Regions from separate parts of the Mus musculus genome. Here region 2 is linked to region 1. The links are chromatin contacts, called in public HiChIP or PLAC-seq maps. All regions are on one chromosome and are shown on one strand. Each heading gives the region's core, a stretch centred on a gene start, on an enhancer-like site or on the middle of the called end of the contact. The rest is flanking DNA. Distances are from core to core; before and after follow the strand shown.

Evidence for each region. HiChIP or PLAC-seq counts read pairs in DNA pulled down with a chosen protein or histone mark.
Region 2: an H3K4me3 HiChIP or PLAC-seq map of the 230-238 cell line shows a contact between it and region 1, with 28 read pairs. The contact joins two enhancer-like sites. A contact is called at or near these places in 3 of 39 promoter capture datasets (the C10 cell line and pre-B cells) and 1 of 115 datasets of contacts at active chromatin or transcription factors (the 230-238 cell line).

Annotation. Positions count from the first base shown.
Region 1 is chr4:49,213,241-49,218,483 of GRCm38.p6, reverse strand. The region is part of intron 2 of Plppr1 (phospholipid phosphatase related 1); the gene reads right to left. Among named protein-coding and RNA genes, the nearest start is that of Gm32657, 30 kb to the left of the region's middle. Within about 2 kb of position 2,518, at least 3 of the 459 cell types and tissues checked have an H3K27ac peak or open chromatin away from gene starts, as enhancers often do. A contact at or near this core is called in the 230-238 cell line, where this site is marked.
Region 2 is chr4:49,281,540-49,287,297 of GRCm38.p6, reverse strand. It overlaps Plppr1 (phospholipid phosphatase related 1), which reads right to left. Exons shown (of 8, transcript NM_178756.4): 3 at 4,854-5,042. Among named protein-coding and RNA genes, the nearest start is that of Gm22685, 4.9 kb to the left of the region's middle. Within about 2 kb of position 1,832, at least 36 of the 459 cell types and tissues checked have an H3K27ac peak or open chromatin away from gene starts, as enhancers often do. A contact at or near this core is called in the 230-238 cell line, where this site is marked.

The DNA.
Region 1 (5,243 bases), core at 1,269-3,768:
CTAAGATATTATTTGGCACTACAGTGTTTAATGCTACTAATCTAATAGGCATAGGATGGCTGTGAGCTTAATAAGGCTTATGGGCCACAAAACTCAGTTTCTGTGAATGAGTCCACATGGCAATATTGAACATGAGGAGAGAGACAAGGAGTTGTCTTCTTTTCAGTATTGATCCTCTAACAAGTACATGGTTTTATGCCTCAGTCCTATGAAAAGAAGGTCTATATGCAGAAGTTTAAGATACAACGCCCCAATCTGGATGTGGTGGCATGTGCCTTTATACAAGCACTCAGAAGGCAGAGGTAGGTAGGTCTCTGTGAGTTTGAGCCCAGCCTTGTCTATTCAGGGAGTTCTAGTCCAACTAAGTAGAAAGAGTCAGGCCGCATCACAAAACCAACCAACCAACCAACCAACCAACCAACCAACCATCCAATATAAAGGAGACTCCTTCATGAGTGAAGATAGAAATTCCAGGCACACCTGTGGGGCTGTTAGAATCCTGTACTAGTAGTCCAGATGTTATCAACTGTCAGTGGCATACTGGGTCATATCAATACCATGAGGCCTGCCATTAATGTTCACAGGCTAACAAAGCCTGGGAAACTCAGATCACAGCCATTCTGAATTCATTCCCTTCCCATTCACTGAACTAGCTAATCTTACTAATTTCTCATAGGATCACCTACTTCATACAGTATGACTTTCATGGATTTATCTGGTTCCACTATATAATGAACAAGCATCTTCAAATACACTGCCTGTATTTTAATATCAGAACTTTTATTTTTCAGCATTACAGACCACTTTATGATAAAGTAATGAATCACCATGTACCAAAGTCTGTTCATTTATGATTATTTCTGGAAGATAGATTTATATACTTTCGGATTTGCAGCATATTGCCAATCTACTTTGTCCAAAAACTGATATGTTAACCATCCCTTTAAAAAAGGGAGTATTTCTATCTCCTATTTTTATAGGCTCAGAGATCTAGTTGGTGTATTAAGGAAACTGCTTTGGTCTATATGGTCCATGCTCACACAGCTATGTCTGAGCTGAAAGATACTTAGAATCTGAAGGGTGTGTTAATCCTCTCCCAATCAAGTTCAAGCTAGAGTCCTATCTCCAATATACTACCTCATGGAAAGTTGTTTCTGCTTGAGGAACAATGGGGTTTCCCACATAAATCATTAATAGATAAAATCTCCGCAAACATTTTCCAGTGTCTTATTAACTGGAACTTGACTAAGTAAACCTGTAACATGTAAATGAGACAGGATTTCATTTTTAGTGGAAAAAGAACTCATGAGGACACTTAGTGATACACAACTTAGGCTGAAAAAAAAAGACTTTCTCTCTTTCCACTGTTCATTTCTATGTTGGATGTAATGGGAAATGGCCATATGCTTATGGCTCTTGATAATGAAATGCTAGTGGTAATGACATACCTGATCAAATATGAGCTTTAAAGGTCAGTTTTATGAGTCTGCAAGATTGTTTCACCTTATAAAAATAAACATGGAACCACTCTGGGATGGAGGCTCCAAAGGATTTGGTCCTGAAGAGAATGAGATGAGATGAACAGACATCTCTTATCAACAACCACAGTGTAAGAAAGTAGCCTGTATGTTAGTCAAGCCACCAGCATTTAGGTACAGCGAGTTACAGTGGCAGAATCTATTCTATACAGCAAGAATTAATAACTTGGGAGACAATTTGTGTACATTGTCTAATCTTTTATACAGTTATAATTATATGTACTATGTTCTTTAGATGCTTCAACAGTGCAGCTATAATTGTTTTCAGTATTTTGACATATTAAGGCACAATGTACACTAATGCATATGTACAAAATATTTACATGTTACAAAACTGTATTCACCAAACTTAGATTGGTAGTGAATTCTGAACGGGCAAAGAGGGAAATGAAATCCTATAAGAAAGAATACAAAGGAGCTTTGACTGCATCAGGCAAGTCCTATGATGATGATGATGATGAAATCCAAGCCAAATAATGTCAAAATGCTGAAGTTCTGTACAGCTAAATTATGAAGACTTTGCTGATTATATTTTTACTGTATAAAAGTCTAGTTGAATTCATTCAAAATGCATTTTTACAAACAGTGTTATATTGGAACTAGGAAAGATGGCTCAGGTCTTAGCACCCACATGGCAACTCATAACAGTCTGTAATCCCAGTTCCAGAGGAAGTGATGCCCTCTTTTTACTTCTGTGGGCACCAAGCATACATGCGGTGTACAGACACTCATACACATAAAAATAAAAGCAAGCAAATCTTTTTAGAAAAAAATGTCATCTAATACCAAGAGCTCAGAGTATTTTCTGAGTCTCACTAGTCAATGTAAGTCTCCATCAAGTCAAAGGATTTTGCAAAGAGCTTTAGGGAGTTGAAATCTATCTTGATCAAAATGTAAAAATGTTTTTTAGGGTCTTCAAGGAAGACAGATTCTAGGAAAGGAAGTTCACACTTCCACAGTTCAATGTGTCTTCCTTCTGGTCCCTGAAGACATAAACAAGAACTTCTCTCTAATCCACTGCTTCTCAATCTTCCTAATGCTGCAACTCTTTAACACAGCTCCTCATGTTGTGGTGATCACAACCATAAAATTATTTCATTGTGACCTCATAATTGTAATGTTGAAACTATTATGAATTATAAAGTAAATATTTGATATACAGAATATCCAATATGTAACCAATATGGAATCATGGCCCAGAGGCTGAGAACCAATAATTTAACTGGTTCTCCACTGGACAAAGTTCAGCAGTTCACTGTAATAGTGATAGCTATATATACACAGTGAAAGAAAAGAATACTTTATATTGTAAAGCTCCAAACTTTAATGTCGGAAGCTGTGTTGCCTTGGGCCAGTCAGTTTCTTCTTTGTTCTTCAGATTTTTCTTTTGGAAGTTAACATGTGAAGACAAATTTCTTTTATATAGGATCATAAATATTGTTCTACTAATGTTTTAAGCATACAGTTTTAAGGAAATATGATGTATTTGATGATAGAATATCAGTATCTGTGGATGGGAAGGGGCTGAGATCTCTGAAAGGAAGAGATTTCATTATAATTAATTCATTTCATTAACATGCTCACGAGAGCACAGACACTCTTACTCTGCTCATCCCTTTCCCAGTCTCCTCTTTCTTACTTCTGAGGTTGAGGGTTGTTTGTTTGTTTGATTTTGTTGTTGTTGTTGTTGTTTGTTTGTTGTACTTCATAGAAGCACGTACTTCTCCCAAGAGTTGCAGGAAGGAGAACTAACCATTGAGGTGATCAGAGAAGGCAGCATGGGGATGTAGGAAACCAGATTCCCAACCCCACGTCTTTGATCAAACTCACTCCCAGTTGGTTTCCTCAGCTCCTGGTCCCTTGGCATTCAGGACAAGATCATCTTGCTGGTCCTCACTTCTCTTATTTTGTGAGATCTTGTTTTAACTGGGACCTGGACCCATTCTAAAGGAGTCTCACTCACTCCCTCAGAAAATCAAAAACCAAGAATGGAGTTCTGCCTTTAAAACTAGCCTGGGGACCATGATACTTACCAAAATGGACAACTGAATATTGATTGCACCAAAAACACCATTAAGTGATGTTTGTCCAGAAAAGTATAGGCAAAAAATTTTATCATTAATATTTGCCACTGTAATTTAAAAGCCATATAAATTCATTGTTCTGCTATCTAGTAAAGTTTCTTCCTAAAATCATGTAAGCCCCCAAAATTCACATATAGCAGGATTAAACTACCCAGAGGCTGTCTCTTCTGTCGGTTTTTGGTGTGTGTGTGTGTGTGTGTGTGTGTGTGTGTGTGTGTGTGTCTATGCAAGTACACACAGGCACAAGTGTATAATTGGCTTACTTTCATCTTTGTGCCAAAACTGTTACTTTAAAATTATTCTTGTCAAGCATGTGTTACTCAGCAAGAATGCTCGGGTGCCTCACCTCATTAATTTTTCAAAAGCTCTCATGATGCATTCCTATTTCTTTCTGTTTAACAAAGTAACTGAAATCTTAAAGGACAAACAAGTTTGTATCGGCAACAAACAATAGAGCCAGGACTTGAGTCCAGAAAGCTTCATAACAACTTATATATTTTCCATTTCATTTTAGAAGACAATAAGATTCTGATATTTTTCTATAAGCAGAAACCAGTTTATTATTTTATTTATTTATTTCACTATTATTTATTTATTTAAAAACTGGAGACAAAACTTTCAATATGAATTAGGTATACAAATCTGAAAGAATCAAAATGTGAGGCTCATATACAAACAGGTAAAATGACTTAATCTAAGAAGCTGCAAGCTCAGGTTAGAAATGCAGGTACAGAGACATCCTTCTTCCCAAATCAGAGACACTTAAGGCAACGGACACAGATGGCATTCAATGCCCAAAGAGTGATGCACGGTTACTTCCCTTCCACCCTAAGGAAATCAAAATCAAGTTCTTGGCAAACATTGTATTATTTATTTATCTCCAGGATATGATTTATCATCATCATCTGATAGGTTCAATCTGAGAGGAATGAATTGTCAAACACGGGCAATAAAACTTGCAAGTACAGTCAACCACCAAAATGAGAAAACTAACCCTGGCTCATGCATACATGTCAAGCCTCTGCTGCATACATTATGGAAAGGTTTCCAGCCCCCAGTCTCTTCTGAGGAAGCACAGCTCCACATAGAGTTGGTCTTAGCACAAATACATTTGAAAGAGATTTGAAGGTGCAGTTTAGTAACGATTTTACAGAGGATACAATAAAATTGTCCTTAGAGAAATCTATTTGTATGTGGAGACATTTGTCCAAAACAGATAGTTACTATTAAGCATTTTGGGGGGAAAATGTCTAATTTTGCAAGGGAGCATGGGATACCACAAACAACACACATTATTTTTGTTCAGACTCCTGAGACACCAATTTATGAGTCTTTCCTTAGGGAAATGCTCTCTCTATAGATTCTCAAGCATGAAATGCGTTGCTGAAATAACAGATAAAGAAAAGGCAAGATGGAGACAGCAGGATGCAGAAAGGAGGGAGTGTACAAAAAAACACAGAAAGACTCCTGAGTCCTTTGGCACTGTTTTAATTTTCCTCTAACTGTTAGACTCTCAGTCCTGTGTCTTGATCCCTCCAAGATATTCCTAACTGTAAGATGCAGAAACAAAGCTGAGAGAGCCATGCCTCCTGTTAAAAATGAATTTTTCTCCTATTCCATC
Region 2 (5,758 bases), core at 583-3,082, 70 kb before region 1:
CAATGAGTGCCATGTCCTCTAGATCTGCAGGGAGGCTCTGCTTCCTTTACTTCCAAAACTTTGATTAGCTCAAGAATTACCGACTTTTGCTTTATCATACATAGATAGAAACAAATAATAGGCACTATCACTAGACACTTCCCGTGCCTTTTAACAGCTCAAGTAGGCAATGCTGTTGGTATGATAGTGTTTCGAAAACCATTCAGTGCCTCTGATAAAATACTAGCAATTGACTTCTGACCTGGTCCAAGAGCTACGTCTACCTGCTCAGAGAGCTGTTGAGACTCTGCATGGTGTTGTAGAAAAGCCAAACCATATATTCCAAAAACCACGAAGTTCACTGACACCATTTGTTTTGTTGGACAAGAAAAATGGAATCTTGAAATAGTTTCACTAAAATCCTGCTGTCAATAAAAAACTAAAGCTCACTGTAATGTCCAGGTAATTTAACAAGTCCAAATTTCTAGGCAAACATTTGTGACAAAAACAAGACAGAAACAAAAAAATCCTAAAACAATCAAATGGTCAATCTTTCTAACATGTCACCAGTCAGCAGTCATTGGATGGCATACCTTTACACTAGGAGTAGCTCAAAATCATGCAATGAACAAGCAAATGAACAAATAACCAAACTAACGAACAAACATCACTAAAGGAAATCAGGATCACTAACCTCTAATATGGACAGAAAATGTGGAATTTTTTTAAAGTTTTTTTTTTTTTCAATTCAAAAAAACTTAATTGGGTTGTCTGTCTGTCTGCTCCAGAAGAGAGTGTAAGTTGTAAAGACCGAGTATAGTAGCAACAGTGGTAAGAGAATTTTTTTTATTTAAGAAGTCACGTGCAGTACAGTGGAAATGGATGTGACTTAAAAATGTCAAAGAATCTTAACACAGGAGACTGTTCAGAGCCCGGAAGAGGCAAATTCTGAAGGAGCACACAGCCAACAATGTAACAATGTCTCCTTTACTTCAGCAGCTGTGGCCTTCATCAGCCAGCCAATGGTCCGCGGCAGTGACAGTCTACTCTGATCTGCAGCTAGTCTTGCATTTGATTCAAAGAGCTTGCACAAATGTACACATGAAGATTTGCAAGTTCAGCTAAACTGTGGCTTTGTATCAAATTGTGTTTAGCTTTTCCTTCCTGAGGAAATTGCAATTGTTGCTGAGTAGCCTCTGTGTGTGTGTGTGTGTGTGTGTGTGTGTGTGTGCGTGTGCGCGCGCGCGCGCGTGTGTGTAAGCACTGGAGTGTAAGCTGTGAGCGATTTCAATTCTCTTGGGCAGGGAGTCAAATGTTCTGCTTCTTCAATGCTAAATACTCCCCAGTCACTTCATTGTAAGGCCAAGAGAAAGGTTTAATAGCTATCTTCTCATGCCTTGTGCCACTGGGACTGAGATAAAATAAGGGTAGATCAGATTCTCTGCCCAGTAAATCCTCTTATTCAAGCAGGCTCTCTGGCTCCCTTCCTTTGCCTGAGAGGCTGAGTTTATTCAGAAGGCCCAAGGCAGTACTTATTTAGCCAAGCTGTCCAGGTAGTCAGAGCACACCCTGCAGGTTTCTTTGAAGTATGGGTTACCACTGTGGGATAAACAGTTCTGGACACAATAAATTCTCTAAGCTTTAACATTTCCTAAAGACCTGATAAAACGGTGGCACTGGCCCCGTGCACGCGATCCCAAGTGGCCTTGCCTCAATATGAGGTTGATATGTTTTGACAGGAAAGCCTAAAAGGGAAACCAGGAAGCTGACAGGTCAAATGGTACAGTCTTTACCCTCATCCCTCCCCTGAGTATATGCAGCTGTGAATGGGGCTGTTAATGGCCATATGTGGAGTCATAGGAGTGTGACGTTCAGTTCAGCCACTGTCGTTATTTGCAGATGCACAGAAAGCCAAGGACAATCCAGCTAGAGGTAAATTTTTTTTTTTTAAATCACTGCTAGTTACCATACAGACCACTCAAAGAGGGTCCTGCTCTCATTATACTCCAGGGAGCACAGAGGAGTCTTTGAAGGAGAAACAAGTAAGAGCTTTAATTCTGTGACACATGCAAAGCCCAGAAACACAGAAGTGGATCCAGAAAGGAAGCTCTGACTTGCTGAGAACCTAATGTGGAGACTCTCATCAAAATCTTCCTTTTTGTGTTCTCATGACATCTGAGAACTAGAGGGGTCCTGGAAATCACTGAACCTGATCCCCGTTGAAGTGTAGGGATGAGAACCTGCAAGAAGCTAAGCAACTAGAAACACCAGCTATTGCCTCCCCGTCCCGTGTCCCCGTCCCCCGTCCCCCCCCCCCCCCCCCCCCAGTTTGTGGGAGATGACTGCTCACTGAAGGCAGTGAAGCTGGGGGCCTCTGAGTCTGTGCTGAAGTGTACTCCAGCACTCGGAGGCCCTGACACGCCATTCTGGCTGCCGTTGAGCAAGTCGTGTCTCACTGACACCGGAAGTGAACGCAGCTCCTTTCCCTTTCAGAGGAGCCCTGGCTTGCGGCTGCTCACTAATTTTGAGATCCCGAGGGAAGATCACTGGTGACTAGACGACTAGACTGAGGATTAGACGGCTCTCTGCTATGAACCCATCAGCTGTGCTCAGCCCTGGTTCTCAGCAATGCCCCTAACATGAGAGGGAAAACAAAAACAGGACCCAGTGAGAAGATCGCTGTCCATCTGTTTATAGAAAAATGGAACCTTGAGGACAACGTTTAGCCAAACTGTGCCTCAGTGTCCTCAACTGAAAGGTGAATGGACCTGTAAACTCAGTATCCTGTGTTCGTTGGCGTAGCCCTGTTCCAGCTCACTGGGTTGCTATGTCACTCATGCAGACAACACCTGCAGAGTATACATCAATTATAAAATGCTTTCTTTCCTTTTAGGTATACAAAACAATGTTTTTCATTATAAAATTTTCATACATTTGTCATCATTCTTTGGTCACATTGATCCACCCTTGCTCTCCTTACCCTGGCCCAAATCGGTCCTCCCTCCAAATAGTTTCCCATATTTTCCTTTTCCACTTTTATGTGCACTTAACACTTTGACGAATTTTTTATTATATTTAATAATTATATTGTTTTCTGATGCTATTTTTTGCTCACATTTGTTAATGATTCATTGACCTTAGATATCTTTTTGTTTTAAATGGGCAAAATCTCAATACATTTATAGGAAGATAAAGAGAATGATAATATTCCCTGAAACTAGGAAGAAAAGAAGAAAATACATTAGTAACTCAATGGGTCAATCAGCAATTCATGTCTGAACACATATGAAAATGATATACATAGAAAACAGAAGGGAGCACAACCCAGTTCCAGACTAAACCACTGCTTCATGTCAGAGCCAGTCCACTCTAGACAGAGTTTTACTTTCTTCCTTGTTTTATCTGAGGTCTTCTGACTTTTGAGGCACATGCCTTCTATCTATGCTTTCTCCTCTTTCTAGGGCTGATAAGCAAGGAAGGGAGATATAGAAGTTATGTCCGGTTCCCTCTAGAAGAGTTCGTACAGGGATTCTCAATGGAATGTCATAATTCTCAGATGAGGACATTCGTCCTGCGATGCCAAAGTTGGTGAAGGGTAGTTTCTACCAGGTTCTGTACTCCCTGGCACTAAAGGTATGCTAGGAACTTTAGGAAGTCATTTTTAAATCCAATGGCAACCTTGTCTTGTCTTGTCTAGGAGAGATCAGTGAGGAGAGCCAGATGCGCTGCTCTCTAGACCTAAGGTTTGCAGCCACCCTGATATATTATGCTGCATCTCATCAATGTTACTCTCCCTTCTCCTGAAGTCTTGGTAGTTAAGGGCTCCTCTGAGGCTGGGTTGATGATTTTTAATAAATTTAAAGTATGACAACTCATTACTGCTATATCCTCAAAATTATGATCACTTTCTCATCATAAGGCCTTTCCTGAGTGGAAGCATTTCCACTCAGGACAGCATTTGAATTAAATGTCTGAGCCATCGCGCTGCTCTTCAGGACGCTAGTTGGTATTTTTATTTAGGCCTTGGATAAAGGAGAGCAGAAGGCATGTCAGAGGTGAGGTGGATGAGTTGGAGAGCAACTATTGAAAAGGAAAGGACAGAATGGGGACTAAGATACTGGGATTAGTCTGTCCTGGTAACAGCAATGGGTTCAGTCACAGAAATGTTTACTTTAGCACTCTCATAAAATGATAATGTCTAAATGTTAAATCACTCGACTGGCTCACTTGGATATGCAAGCTTTATGTCCTTGAAGCAGTCTCCCTCCAGAGCTGTCTGTCTGATTTTTGACCTCGGTAGAGAGAAAAATGAAATAAATGAAGGTAAGGTTGCAACTGAGCTAGCTCAATGTGACGTGACTTCTACAGGGGCAGAGACATCAAATTTTTGGGTCAAGTATTTTGTTCATCTCTGGCCTTTGCAGTTCAGCTGTAGCAGCAGGAGGTACCAGCTAGAGGGTTCTGTTCCTCTCTGATCTGAGTCTGTGGCAGTGCCCTCACTAACAGTTGGCCTCCTTTCTGAATACACACAACTCACAGCATATTTTTTTTTCTGAGAGTACAGTAGCTATTCTTAACATGCCAAGCTAACAATATCTGTTGATTTCTGACATTCACACATGCTTAAAAAAAACAGCTTTAAAAATCTAGATACTAAAAAGCAAAAAGTATCCATCTATCTATAAAAGGCAGGATCTATTTTATTTTATTATTTATTTCCTTTGCCGACTTCCACTCAGTCTGTCTCAGCTGAAACAGAAAACTGTCAATAAGACTATTTGCTGGTGAGAGCCCAGTAGGACAGGAAAGAGGAAAAAAGGCAGACAGGAAATACTTTCAGGTGTCTGACAACAAAGAACTGCTTCTGTACTCACAATAGCAGTTGGAGTGGCAGCCAGAACGCAGTAGAGCACCAGAGGGCTGATGAAACTTTCCTCCTCTGTCCCCGGGTAAGGCTTCATTAAGTCTCCGTCCTGACAGAAGAATCCTTGGATATGCACCTGAAAGGTGTCAGTGCATTCGAAGTAGTAGGCAAGCAGCACGGTCCCAGCCATGATGACAAGCTGAAAATAGAGCATGGCCACACATTAGCAGAGCTTCGGAGCAGTGCTTGCCCCTCAGAGCACACTCTCTCTGTCATTCTGCATCACTTCTGGGCTTGGAATGCCAAGTGTGAGAGTGCCTGGCTCAGCCTGCTCTGGGCATTGGGATTGTGAACTAGCTTGTCTACCTGCTAACATCTGCTGTAGAAACCTTCCAGCAAATGTGCAGACCCCATCCAAAGGGCAGAGCCCAACATGGCTTATAGAAAGACTCAGCTTCTACAGCCAGTTTCTCAAGTATCGGTGGGAACCAAAATGGAAACATGCATTCAGATCAGAGGTGAAAGGTCAAAGGGCAGTGGCTTAAAAGTTGGAAGGACGTTGGTAGGAGAAGTTTTATAAATTATTAAAGAGAAACTTCCCGTATAAAATGTTAAGGCAGGAGTAAATGACTGAGTAGGCAAGAGAGAGAGAGAGAGAGAGAGAGAGAGAGAGAGAGAGAGAGAGAGAGAGAGAGAGAAGGAGGAGGAGGAGGAGGAGGAGGAGGAGGAGGAGGAGGAGGAGGAGGAGGAGGAGGAGAGAAAGAAAGATAGAAAGAAAGAAAGGAAGGAAGGAAGGAAGGAAGGAAGGAAGGAAGGAAGGAAGGAAGGAAGAAAACAAAAGGAAAAAAATAAGCTTGTCGGGGCTAGGGAGATTTTGCAGAACCATGCCCTATATTATTGGAGTGTTTTCTAAAT